Regions from separate parts of the Mus musculus genome. Here region 2 is linked to region 1. The links are chromatin contacts, called in public HiChIP or PLAC-seq maps. All regions are on one chromosome and are shown on one strand. Each heading gives the region's core, a stretch centred on a gene start, on an enhancer-like site or on the middle of the called end of the contact. The rest is flanking DNA. Distances are from core to core; before and after follow the strand shown. Region 1 overlaps Rpap2 (RNA polymerase II associated protein 2). Region 2 overlaps Evi5 (ecotropic viral integration site 5).

What was found. HiChIP or PLAC-seq counts read pairs in DNA pulled down with a chosen protein or histone mark.
Region 2: a contact with region 1 is called in an H3K4me3 HiChIP or PLAC-seq map of the SCID.adh cell line, with 12 read pairs. The contact joins two enhancer-like sites. A contact is called at or near these places in 13 of 39 promoter capture datasets (the 3T3-L1 cell line, 3T3-L1-derived adipocytes, the C10 cell line and 8 more), 6 of 15 datasets of contacts at CTCF or cohesin (CD8 T cells, the G1E-ER4 cell line, the NIH/3T3 cell line and 3 more), 141 of 484 Hi-C or Micro-C datasets (the 3T3-L1 cell line, 3T3-L1-derived adipocytes, the AML12 cell line and 89 more), 15 of 115 datasets of contacts at active chromatin or transcription factors (CD8 T cells, the SCID.adh cell line, T-cell acute lymphoblastic leukemia and 11 more) and 4 of 9 other capture datasets (adipose tissue, bone marrow-derived macrophages, embryonic stem cells and 1 more).

The regions. Positions count from the first base shown.
Region 1 is chr5:107,614,445-107,620,328 of GRCm38.p6, forward strand. It overlaps Rpap2 (RNA polymerase II associated protein 2), which reads left to right. Exons shown (of 13, transcript NM_144911.3): 7 at 3,697-3,732; 8 at 5,378-5,884. Among named protein-coding and RNA genes, the nearest start is that of A930041C12Rik, 16 kb to the right of the region's middle. Within about 2 kb of position 3,832, at least 7 of the 459 cell types and tissues checked have an H3K27ac peak or open chromatin away from gene starts, as enhancers often do. A contact at or near this core is called in the SCID.adh cell line, where this site is marked.
Region 2 is chr5:107,789,928-107,795,429 of GRCm38.p6, forward strand. It overlaps Evi5 (ecotropic viral integration site 5), which reads right to left. Exons shown (of 20, transcript NM_001378824.1): 17 at 435-581. Among named protein-coding and RNA genes, the nearest start is that of Ube2d2b, 37 kb to the right of the region's middle. Within about 2 kb of position 3,559, at least 58 of the 459 cell types and tissues checked have an H3K27ac peak or open chromatin away from gene starts, as enhancers often do. A contact at or near this core is called in the SCID.adh cell line, where this site is marked.

The DNA.
Region 1 (5,884 bases), core at 2,582-5,081:
GTAGAGAAGACTCGCTGAGCACTAACTAGAGATGAGCAAGCAGAGGTCCATGTGCTCATTCTCCTCCTGCTCGTGACGGGGGATGTGTCCTTAAGTGTCTGCCTTGACTTCCACAGTGATGGAGTAATCACATCATAGTAACCTGTAATTGTGAGCCAAATAGTCATTTCTATCCTAAGTTAACTTTTGTCAGGGTGTTTATCAACGGCAACAGGAATGAAACTAGGGCACCCTACAAGCCTGCTGACCTGAGTTGGATTCTCGGAGTCCATGTGAAGGTAGAAGGAGAAAATTGACTCCACAGTGTTGCCTGTGCCCTCCACACATGCACTGTGGCACGTGGACACCCACACACCACACCATATATATATATATGTATATATATATATATGCTGTATATATATGTGTGTGTATATATATATATATATATATATATATATATATATATATATACTGTATGTATGTGTATGTGTATATATATGTGTGTGTGTGTGTGTGTGTGTATATATATATATATACTGTATGTATGTGTATATATATGTGTGTGTATGTATGTATATGTGTGTATGTGTGTATATGTATATGTATGTATATATATATATATATATAAATTTTAGCATATTAGCCAGAAAGCCTGTTGTGCTAGGGTTACTACTGTTATGATTAAACACTATAACCAAAAGCTACTCATGGAGAAAATGCTTTGTTTATTTGGCTTACATCGCACCAATGTTAGTTATTCCATTGAGGAAGGCAAAGCAGGAATTCAAACGTGAGTCGAGCAGGGGCCCTACAGGGTGCTACTTACTGGCTCGATGCTCATGGCTTGCTAGCCTGTTCTTAGAACCCAGGATCACCAACTCAAGGATGGTCCTACCCACAATGGCCTGGGCCTCTCCTATCAACCACTAATTAAGAAAACATACAGGCTTGTTTTCAGCCTTATCTTATGGAGACAGTTTCTCAATTGAGACTCCCTCCTTTCAGAAGACTCTAGGTTGTGCCAGGTTGACATAAAACTAGCCAGGATCTGTGGGATGAATAAAGGTATAGATCAGAAGAGTAAAAAGTATGGAAAGTGTCTACACTGTAAGTGTTTCAAGTAACCAGTAGAATGGTGGTGGTTATTTGCCATCCAAGGAGCACCACTTACAGTCTTGAACATCATCAAACTAAAGTGAGGACTCTGGATTGATCTCAGTGAACAGAGGCAGCAGGGGAACCAGGACAGCTGAGAAGATGGGGAAGGCCTGTTTCTGTGGGCCAAGGGAAAATGGGGAAATCGCCTTTAGAGCTGCAGAGATGGCTGGAACAGCGGTCACGGCTTCATTCCTTGTGCTTTGTGATGGTAAGAACTTGTGAAGGATGTAGTAGGAAAGACTGCCTAAGTCAGCCGTAATTCCCATCTTCAAGGACAGGAGGGCTGAGAGCCATCCCTGCAGTGCCTCCTGTGTCTGCACTAAACCAAGTACAGGCGTTCCTGGGAGTTAGCTAGTCAGTGCCGTGATCACAGTAGAGGGAGACACTTGGGCCTGACGTTTTAAATTGGCAGTCTTGAAACATCAAAATTCAAGTAAGTTCTAGTTTCATCTGTACATTAGCTTCACTTTAATTTAAAAAGTTTGGGGGTTTTGTTCTTGGCCTTAAAATTGTTTTGCAGTTTTAAAACCCCCTAGTACACCCTTGTTTGGGTCATTAAATAAGATTTACATTTGGTGGCTTGATGTCTCTGTATTGTGCCTCTAGACCTTTATATTTCTTTTTGTTTCTTCTGTTTATTTGGTGCTTAAAGGTTCTTCTTAAATTGTGGAAGGAACTTAAATAGTAGAACATTTACCGAGTGTGCATGAGGCCCTGGGTTCAAAATCTAGCACCATAAAAACTACATTTTTTTTTCTGTTCTTTTTTTCTTATGCGCATTGGCGTGTTGGTGCTCGGCCTGCATATATGTTTGTGTGAGGGTATTTGTGTAAGATCTTGGCATTATAAACAGTTGTGAACTGACATGTGAGTCCTGGGAATTAAATCTTGGTCTTAGAAGAACAGTCAGTGCTATCAACCACGGAGCCACCTCTCCAGCCCCAACACAAAAATTACTTGTAAAAGAAAGCCTCTTTGTAGTTCCTTCATAGGTACTCTGAATTTTTTTCTGTCCTCATGGACTCACTGGCTGTCATGTTTGTCCCCCTGTTTGCCCCACTTTTTCCTTTGAAGCAGCCCCAGCTGGCTTTGAACTTCTGTCACCCTGTGACAAGACATTCTGGGGAGACACAACACACATCCTACTGTACATCCCAGCTAGGGAACCCAGAACAGACCAAAGTCAAACAGTGACCCAGTGTGTCTTATTGGTATTATTACAGAGATGTGGGTGAGGGTTACTAACACGAGCAGAAATGATCAAAATCAGCTCCATTACCAAAGCTGACTCCTGCTTGGGTGACAGCTCACAGAAGCCAGGAACCTGGAGAAGGCTCAACAAGTTGGAAAGTGTCCTTTCCAGGTGACCCATTCTAAAGCTCTTCCAGGCAGCTGGGCTGGTCTCTGCTTCTTCCAGGCAGCTGTTCTGGTCTGCCATAGCATAGCATTCATTTCAGCTTGGTTTGTTTGAGAGTGACTCTCTTCCAGGCTTCATTATTTACCTTTAAGCAGGGAGAGACCTGGTGAATCTGGTCAGTTTCAGGGACTTCTGTTTTGAGCTGTTGATCATCTAGTTTGAGAAGTTCGCTACAGGATGGAATGTTTCTCTCAGAGGAAACTGCTACATTGCTACTACTGATCCTCCTGCCTCCATCGCCCACTACCTGGTTAATGTGGTGCTGGCAATGGAGTATGCTAGGGAAGCTGTGCCAACGGAACTACATCTCCAGCCCTGTATTTGCCTTTTCAGTGTTCATGGTGGTCAAACAATGTATACCCACATTGTTCAGGGCTAAGTTAATCAGTGCAGGGGCTGAAGAGGTGGTTCAGTGGTTAGGAGCACATTGCTGCTCTTGCAGAGGATCCTGGTTTACATCCTAATGACTACATGTAACTCCCAGCTGTCTGTAGATGTCTGACCTCCTCTTCTGACTTCTCCAGGCACACACTCAGGACACAGATATTTATGTAACCAAAACACCTTTTTAAAAAGCCAGGCGTGGTGACACCTTTCCTCCCAGCACTGGGCCTTTATGAGTTCAAGGCCTTCAAAACCAAAACGAACACAGTTTAACATCATGGCTGTCTCAGAAGTTAGGGTGACCAGATGAGAATTACAATATAGTCTCTGTCTGAAGAGCTGGTGGATCAGTTAAGAACCCAGCTTAAGCATGTGTAAAGTAAAACACGTAGATAACAGTTCTGACAATAAAGAAAACCTGACAACCATGTTGACTGGAGCTCACAGTGACTACAATTTAGGGAGCAGAGTGATTTTACCTTTGTCAAGGGAAGCGGTACTGTGTGCATGGAATTTGAACTTAGTTTTGAAAATGAGTAAATTTTAAGTAAAAAACAAAACCACCAAATCCAGATTTTTGTGCATGTATTTTACAGTACTTTGTCCCCTTTTTCGTTTGTTTCCTTAAGGAAGAAAAAAGAAATCTTCATCTGAAATACTCCTTTAATTATATTTGTTATGCAGTACAGCTGTAGTAAACTCAAGCAAGCTGGGTCAGTTGCCTTCAGTTTCTTCTCTCTGTGTTTTTGTTCCAGGCCTCCTGACTTTCAGCTGCTGAAGAAAGGACAAAGGTTCGTTCCAGTCAGTTTCACTGACCTGAGTGGGCCAGGTGGTGTGATCGCCTGGACTTCCTGTGCTTGTGTGCTACAAAGAAACGTGTGACACGTTCACCATTTTCCTTTGTGAGGGAAAGATGATTTGTTTGATCTGTCTGATTTATCGTGCAGCTGTCCCACTGGGGAAGTCTAATTGAAGCTGTTGAAATAGACACAAACATAGCCTCTCTCTCAGACACCACTCCTTTGTTGGTGAGGTCGTGCCAATTGTATTTGGAGAAAGGGTTTTATGGTCTTGTTTTATATGATTTTAAGATATTAATGTGTTGATCATTTGAAAGAATATCTTACATATCAATATGAAGCGCAGACTATAGATTTTTGGTTTTTGGTTTTGCCAGTCCCACCTCACAGCTCTTCATGGTGGTGTTTGCTCAGCTCCAGCCGTCTCTCAGGACAGGTCCTTTCACTCTCAGATCACATGTCCCTGGTTGCTAATCACTGCCTTAGTCACAGGGTATTGAGTACAAATAAGAGATCCTTGTTTATTGATGGACACCTTTCTGGCTTTAACCTAGTATAAAACGTCATTGCTTTAAACCTCAAGAGACAGAATGGGATATAAAGACTATGAAAGTTTCTTTCAGCTTTTCATTTATTTTTTTATATGTGTTGCCTGCATGTATGTCGATTTGCTATATGCTTGTCCAGCGGGCACAGGGAGGTCAGAAGATGGTGTTGAATCCCTGGAAGTGAAGTTAAGGGCAGTTGTGAACCACCTGGGTGCTGGGAATTGAATCCAGGTCCTCTGGGAGGGCAAGTGATCTTAACTGCGGAGCTGTCTTTCTAGCCTGTAATCTAGTTTCTTAAAGTTAAACTTTCTTTTCTTCTTATCCAAAAGTTACTTGCCTGATGATGTAGGTTAGAGTCTGGTTAAAAAAAATATATGTGATCCTGGAATTTTGGAAATTTTGATGAGTTTCTGTGTCCCACTAGGACTTGTTTTCAGCTCTTTGCTGTCTAGCTTGGCCTTCACTCCTTCCCACCATGTGCTTCTAGACTAGGCCTCAAACTCTGAGTGCTCATGGGTGCTTGTTTGTCTCAACATGAGCTGGAGGAACTTCTGCTTTGCCTTTGCTCCTTCAGAATTCTTAATGTGATTGAAACTGAATCTGAAAATCAAAATGTGCAACCATGGGACAGCTGTTATCTTATTGTTTGCATTCATGAGCGCTCAGATTTAAATATCTCTCATTGAACTATGTTGATGTGCCAACTTCATTTTTCGTTATGACTTTTGTATTTTTTCATTACATGAAAATTTCTGTATAATGGTCAGCCAGAACAAGAAAATATTAACTATTTTTTCAAGCAAAACTCAAAATTGTTGAGTAGGATAGAGTCTTTAGAGGGTTATGGTGTTTGCTATACTGCTTTAAGAATTGTAAAATGTTAGGAAAAGGCAAAGGAAAGCTGGAAAAGAATTCTGTCAAATGTGTATTAAATATGGAGAAATGAAAGCCTTCTGAAATGTCAGTGTGAGAGTATAAAATGTAAGGCTGTTTCTGAGGGACAGAAATTCTTACCGTGGGAATTCCCAGCGTCCCTGTGGGAAGCTTTGTCTCCATTGACATGGTTTTGGTGGTCTCTCCTTGTACAGCGGCAGTTCTGGAGAAGTAGTACAGTTCTTCCGAGATGCCGTGACAGCAGCAGATGTTGACGGTTCCGGCGCCTTGGAGGCGCAGTGTGACCCTGCTTCTTCCAGCTCTTGGAGTGAGCGAGCCAGTGATGAGGAGGAGCAAGGCTTTGTTTCTTCTCTTCTACCAGGAAACAGACCAAAGGCAGTGGATACAAGACCGCAGCCGCACACAAAAAGCAGCATCATGAGAAAGAAGGCTGCTCAGAACGTGGACTCCAAGGAGGGAGAGCAGACCGTGTCAGAGGTTACCGAGCAGCTGGATAATTGCAGATTAGATAGTCAGGAGAAAGTGGCCACTTGTAAACGTCCTTTAAAGAAAGAAAGTACTCAGATTTCTTCACCTGGCCCTTTGTGTGACAGATTTAACACTTCAGCCATTTCTGAACATAAACACGGTGTATCACAAGTTACGCTTGTAGGCATAAGCAAGAAGAGTGCTGAGCATTTCAGGAGCAAATTTGCCAAGTC
Region 2 (5,502 bases), core at 2,309-4,808, 180 kb after region 1:
AACCTCTGCAATTACCTGCATTTTCAGGTGAGCCATTACAAGCTGCATTTTAAAGGGCTAACCCTCAAAAGGCACATCACAAAGGAGCATTAGTTAAGACATTAACTTAATCAAGGTTAAGGTTAAAACTGAGGTTTCCTCCCTGAAACTTACCCTCTGAACAAAATGAGCTAACCTTGTCTGAGAACAACCACTAAAACAAGACCAGGAAAAAAGAAGGAAAATTTACTCTGGGTGTGGCACATGCCTGTGATCCCAGCAATAAGAGACAGAGGTAAAAGAATCAATGGGATTTTGAAGCCAGTTTGGTCTATAAAGCAAAATCCAGGCTAGCCAGGGCTATATATTCAAAGTCTGTTTTCAAAAACAAACAAAACAAAACCACAAAACCCAATCCTGATAAATGTATAAAGCCCTACTGCACTGACACTCACCTTGCATTCAATCTCTGCCTGTCTGCGCTTTGCCTCACTTAACTGGGCAAGCAAGCCCTTGTTCTTCACAGACAGCGAGCACACCTTCTCCTGCAGACTGTTCACCTCTTGCTCCGCTCTTCGAAGTTGGTTACTATTGATCTGGTTCTAGTGAGAAATGCAAATAGACACACTATAGATAAAGGATGGAAATTTTTAATAATTTTTTATCTGTCCATCTTATACTTCAACAGCCTTATAAAAAGTTACTTAAAATGTGTACTAAAATGGAAGAAAGATATACAACAGCTTTTTATATATTACTTATTTAAATTACTTAATTATATTATTATATTAGTATAATTTTAGTATAATAATCCTCCGCCAATTGTGTGGCATATGTAGTTCCTGTAATTGAAAGGATGAGGAAGGATGTTCAGTAAGAGTTTAAGGACAGCCTGGGCTACACAGTGAATCTGAGGACATCCCATTCTATATAGACCTCAAAAAAAAACAAAACAAAACAAAAAAAAACCAAAAAAACAAAAAGAAAGAGAGAGAGAGAGAGAGAGAGAGAGAGAGAGAGAGAGAGAAAGGAAAAGAAAAGAAAAGAAAAGAAAAGAAAAGAAAAAAGAAAAGAAAAATCTTTAAAAGAAAAAGACCTGAATTCTCCGAAAGAATATTACAAACTCTTAACCAACACATTAGCCAGGCATTGTTGCCCACACCTGCAATCCCAGTATTTAGAAGGTAGATGCAAGAAGGTCAGGAGTACTAGACCAGCTTTGTCTTTGTAGTGAGTTTGAGGTTAGCCTGGGCTACATGAGATCCTGCTTCAAAATGCTAGAAATACTAAAAATTCTAGACCTCAATATATCATTTATACAAAAAAAAAATCTATAAGCTTTGTCTTATGAGCTACCACTGAAGCACATAACTCTATTTCAGAGGGATGTTCCTTCAACACGGCTGCAAAGAATTTTCCAACAATGAAATACAAAACCACAACTTAAGACTTAATTGTGCGTGAGAACAGTGCATGACAAAAAAGAAGAGTATATTCTAATAATTTCTCATAGTGAGGTAATTTTATGACTTCAAATAAAATAAATGCTTAAATTATTAAAGATATAAAGGGAAGAAGAAAAGCATACTAAGAAGAGGAGCCATGAGAGGCCGTGCAGAAGTGGCAGAGCAGGGCAGGCCCAAAACCTCAGCACTTGAGACCCAAGATCAAGGCCACCCTGAAGAACACAGTGCCACTTCAAAGTCAGAGCAGGGGGAGGTGGAACAGTGAATTTGGCCAAAAATACTTTAATTTTTGAGCTACTGTCTTAGTATGTAGCTGGGTTAGTCTGGTACTCATAACCATTCTGGTTTTCCCTGCTGAATGTTGTAATTATAAATGTGTGTCACCAGGCTGGAGACATAGCTCAGTGGTTGAGAGCAGTCGCTGCTCTACCAGAGGAGCTGAGTTCAATTCCCAGCAACCACATGGTGGCTCACAACCATCTGTAATGGGATCTGATGCCCCCTTCTGGTGTGTCTGAAGACAACTACAGTGTGCTCATATACATATAATAAATAAGTCTTTTAAAAGATAATAAAGGTGTGTCATCATGTCTCTGAAATTTTGCAAATTTAAAAACTAATCAAATAAAATTTCTAAAAACCAATATAACTGCTGATACTAGGAATCCAATGAGGGCTGGAGCAACACCTCAGTAAGTTAAATGCTTGTCGTGTATGGCCACAAAGACTTCAGTTTTCATCTCTAACACCCAGCATAAAAGATGGGCATAGTGGCACATATCTGTAACCCCAACACTGGGGTGCAAACAGCAAGGGAAGACAGAGATAACGACCTCTAGAGCTCATTGGCACCTATCCTAGCCAATAAATGAACTCTAGGTTCAAAGGGAGACCTGTCCCAAAAAATAACATGAACAGTGATCCAGGAAGACACCCCAAGTCAACCTCTGGCCTCCATACTCACACCCAAACATATACAAATATGTACATATTCATAACACACACAATGAAAGGATTAAATATAAGATTAGGCATGAATACTGAAAAATATTAGTGTTGAAAAAGAATGTATAAGACACAGAAAATAAAAGAAGGTCCAATTTTTCAGCATTTTTAAAAAGCCATGTTAAGGTCCATTAATATTTGAGAAAATTTTATTCTTCCCCTGCCTGCCACAAAAAAAAAAAAAAAAAAAAAAAAAAAGAAAAGAAAAGAAAAGAAAAGAAAAGAAAAAAAAAGTGGGCAAAGTCTAGGCCTAGTTAGGTAAGGTTATATTCCCAGCTACTCAGGAGGCTGAGACAAGAGGATCACAAATTCCAAGCCAACTTGGACTATGCTGTGAAGTCAAGGCAAGTCCACGTGACTTGGTGAAACCATGACCCAAAGTAAGAAGAGGTTCAGAGTGCTAACGAAATATGCAAGTCAAGGAAAACACAGTATATATGAAGGAAAGAGAATGAAGGCACTTTCCAGCAAATATGTAATGCTTTAGAGATTGTTTTCAGCCTACAAAACTTTACTCAATTAAGTGCTCGTATAAGAATAAAGGCAACCTCAATTTCAGGAAGTCAGAGAAAGCCAAGTGGAATGATACACACACCTATAATCCTAGCTATTGCATGGATCATGAGTTTGAGGCCAGCCTGGGCAACAAAGAAGGAAGAGGGGAAGGGGAAGGAAGGAAAGGAAGGAAAGATGCAGCAGTCAGAATAAACAGAAGATTAGAAAGACCAAATCAAATGAACACTGAGCACAGACGACCACAGCGGCACCCAATCACCCAGAGGCTTACAAGCTGTGTACGAAATAATATGTAACATGCATGAACGCAGCAAGTTCTTCTGAGGGCCTGTTCAAAATCAAGATATAATTACTGCCTTTAGAATACATTTAACCAGGCAATTATTTCCAAATACCTCTGATACAAAAACAAAATGGAGGCTAAGGCTGAGGATTATCAGAAAACACCCTTGCCCCTCTAATTCCTTGCAACAGTAATAGAGGAATACTGCTGACTCCAGTCCCGACTCTAGGATATGACACAGAATACAGACAGGACAAAAGCTGTCTGGGAAACCAGCCCTCGTTCTGAAAATGAGGTAATGCCAAAGGAATTTGAACCCTGAAGTGCACTTCGCATAACCACAGAGCAAAACTCAGCTCAGCCCATCTGACAGTATTAACTCAAACTTGCCACATGAAAGGCCTGGCAGAGGGAAATATGTACCCATTGCTAGGCACAAAAACTATTTACCTTAGTTATTTATTGCCCTATACAAGATACCCAATTGCTGCTATCTAGCCCCTTCCCCATACTATGGATGTCTGTTTCAAGATAACCAATCTTTCTTGGTGTACACTTATTGGGGCACATGAAAATGTGTGCAATAATTTACAAAGCATGTGACAAAGCAAGGAGAGACAGAAGTACATAACAAGAGACCAACCAGTGTGCAGAATCAGCCTTAGGATGACACAGAAATTGAATTATCTGATAGGAGATATATATATGGGTCATAATCATATATAAGCTTACGTAGAGATATAAATGAATTTTGCTCATAAAATAAAACTTTCCACTATAAAATCTAATTTCTACTTTTCCTAATTCTAGCCTCTTTCATATTTTTAATTTCAATAAAACTTTTTGAAAGTAATTAGATGATAAGAAACAAGCTATGTTTATCCTAAGAACTGCTTATTCACTATCTCGTGCCTGACATGGAATGTCATTGAGATACAAAGTGCCGCATGAGTAGACTATGCCCCCTACTGACTGAAGAGATCCTCTGAAAACCAATCACATGCTTAGTTACCCCTCCTATGTATCCATGAATTCACACTGCTAAGGATTGAAGTTTTTGAAAGTGTATCTGTACTGCACATGTGTAGACATTTATTATTCCCTAAACAGTATACTGTAAAAATTATTTCTATTAGTGCTATATTAGGCCTTGTACCTAAGGATGGTTTAAAGTATACTGGAGAATGCATATACATATATTATTACAAATATTATATAAAAATAATAAACCATTTTATTTAAGGAACTTGAGCACCTGAAGATTGCAGTACTAGCAGAGATTCTGTAATCTGCCCCATGGATCCCACAGGACAACCTTATGTGAAATATAGCTCAGAAGAATGTAATTCAAAAAAGCCAAACTTACCTTTACAATACAACAGGTTTTATAAACAAAATGATTTGCACATCTTAGGCCAAATATATTTAAGATAGGCATTTAATACAGAAAAGGGAACATTAGGAGACTTAATTACTCAGGATCATACTTGAAAAGGCAGAATGCACATTGTAGCAGACACATGATTCTCTACTGGAAATGTATAGAGACAGTTTTAGCCATTACACAGAAAACCATCTGGTAGGCAGAGCCAGGATGCTGCTAAAAATCCTATAATGCACAGGCTAGATAAATAAAACAAATAATTTCTTGCTCAAACGTTTAAAAAATATTCAAGTTGAGGAATCTTGCTCTACATAAATTTTCCTTCTTAATTTGTGCAATAAGGCAACTCTATGAGTTTTACTAATAAGCCCAAAAGTCTAACTTGTTTCAATTTTATTGAAGGGTCAAAGCAGAGATTGTATCTCAGAAGAAAAAAAATCTTTCTGCCTATAATGCCAGCACTGGGAGGCTGGGGCATTATCTGTCATTAGTTTGAGGCCAATCCAGGATACAGAGTGAGTGACAAGCCAGCCAGGGATATAGCACAACTTTGTCTCAATAATAATAATAATAATAATAATAATAATAATAATAATAATAATAATAATCCACAAAAACAAAGCTAAAACAAAGCAAACAGTACTGGCGCAATGGCCCAGTGAGAGCGCCTGCTGCATAAGCCTGGAGACCTGAGTCTAGATCCCCAGCACTCATATGAAAGGTGGGCTCACATTTATAACTCTAGGGTTACACAGACAGACTGAAGTTGCTAGCCAGCCAGCTTAATTGAAACAAACAACAACAACAACAATGGTGCATTGCTGGAGCTCCCGCTTTGGTAACAGGTGCTGTCTTAAAAGAACAGGAGC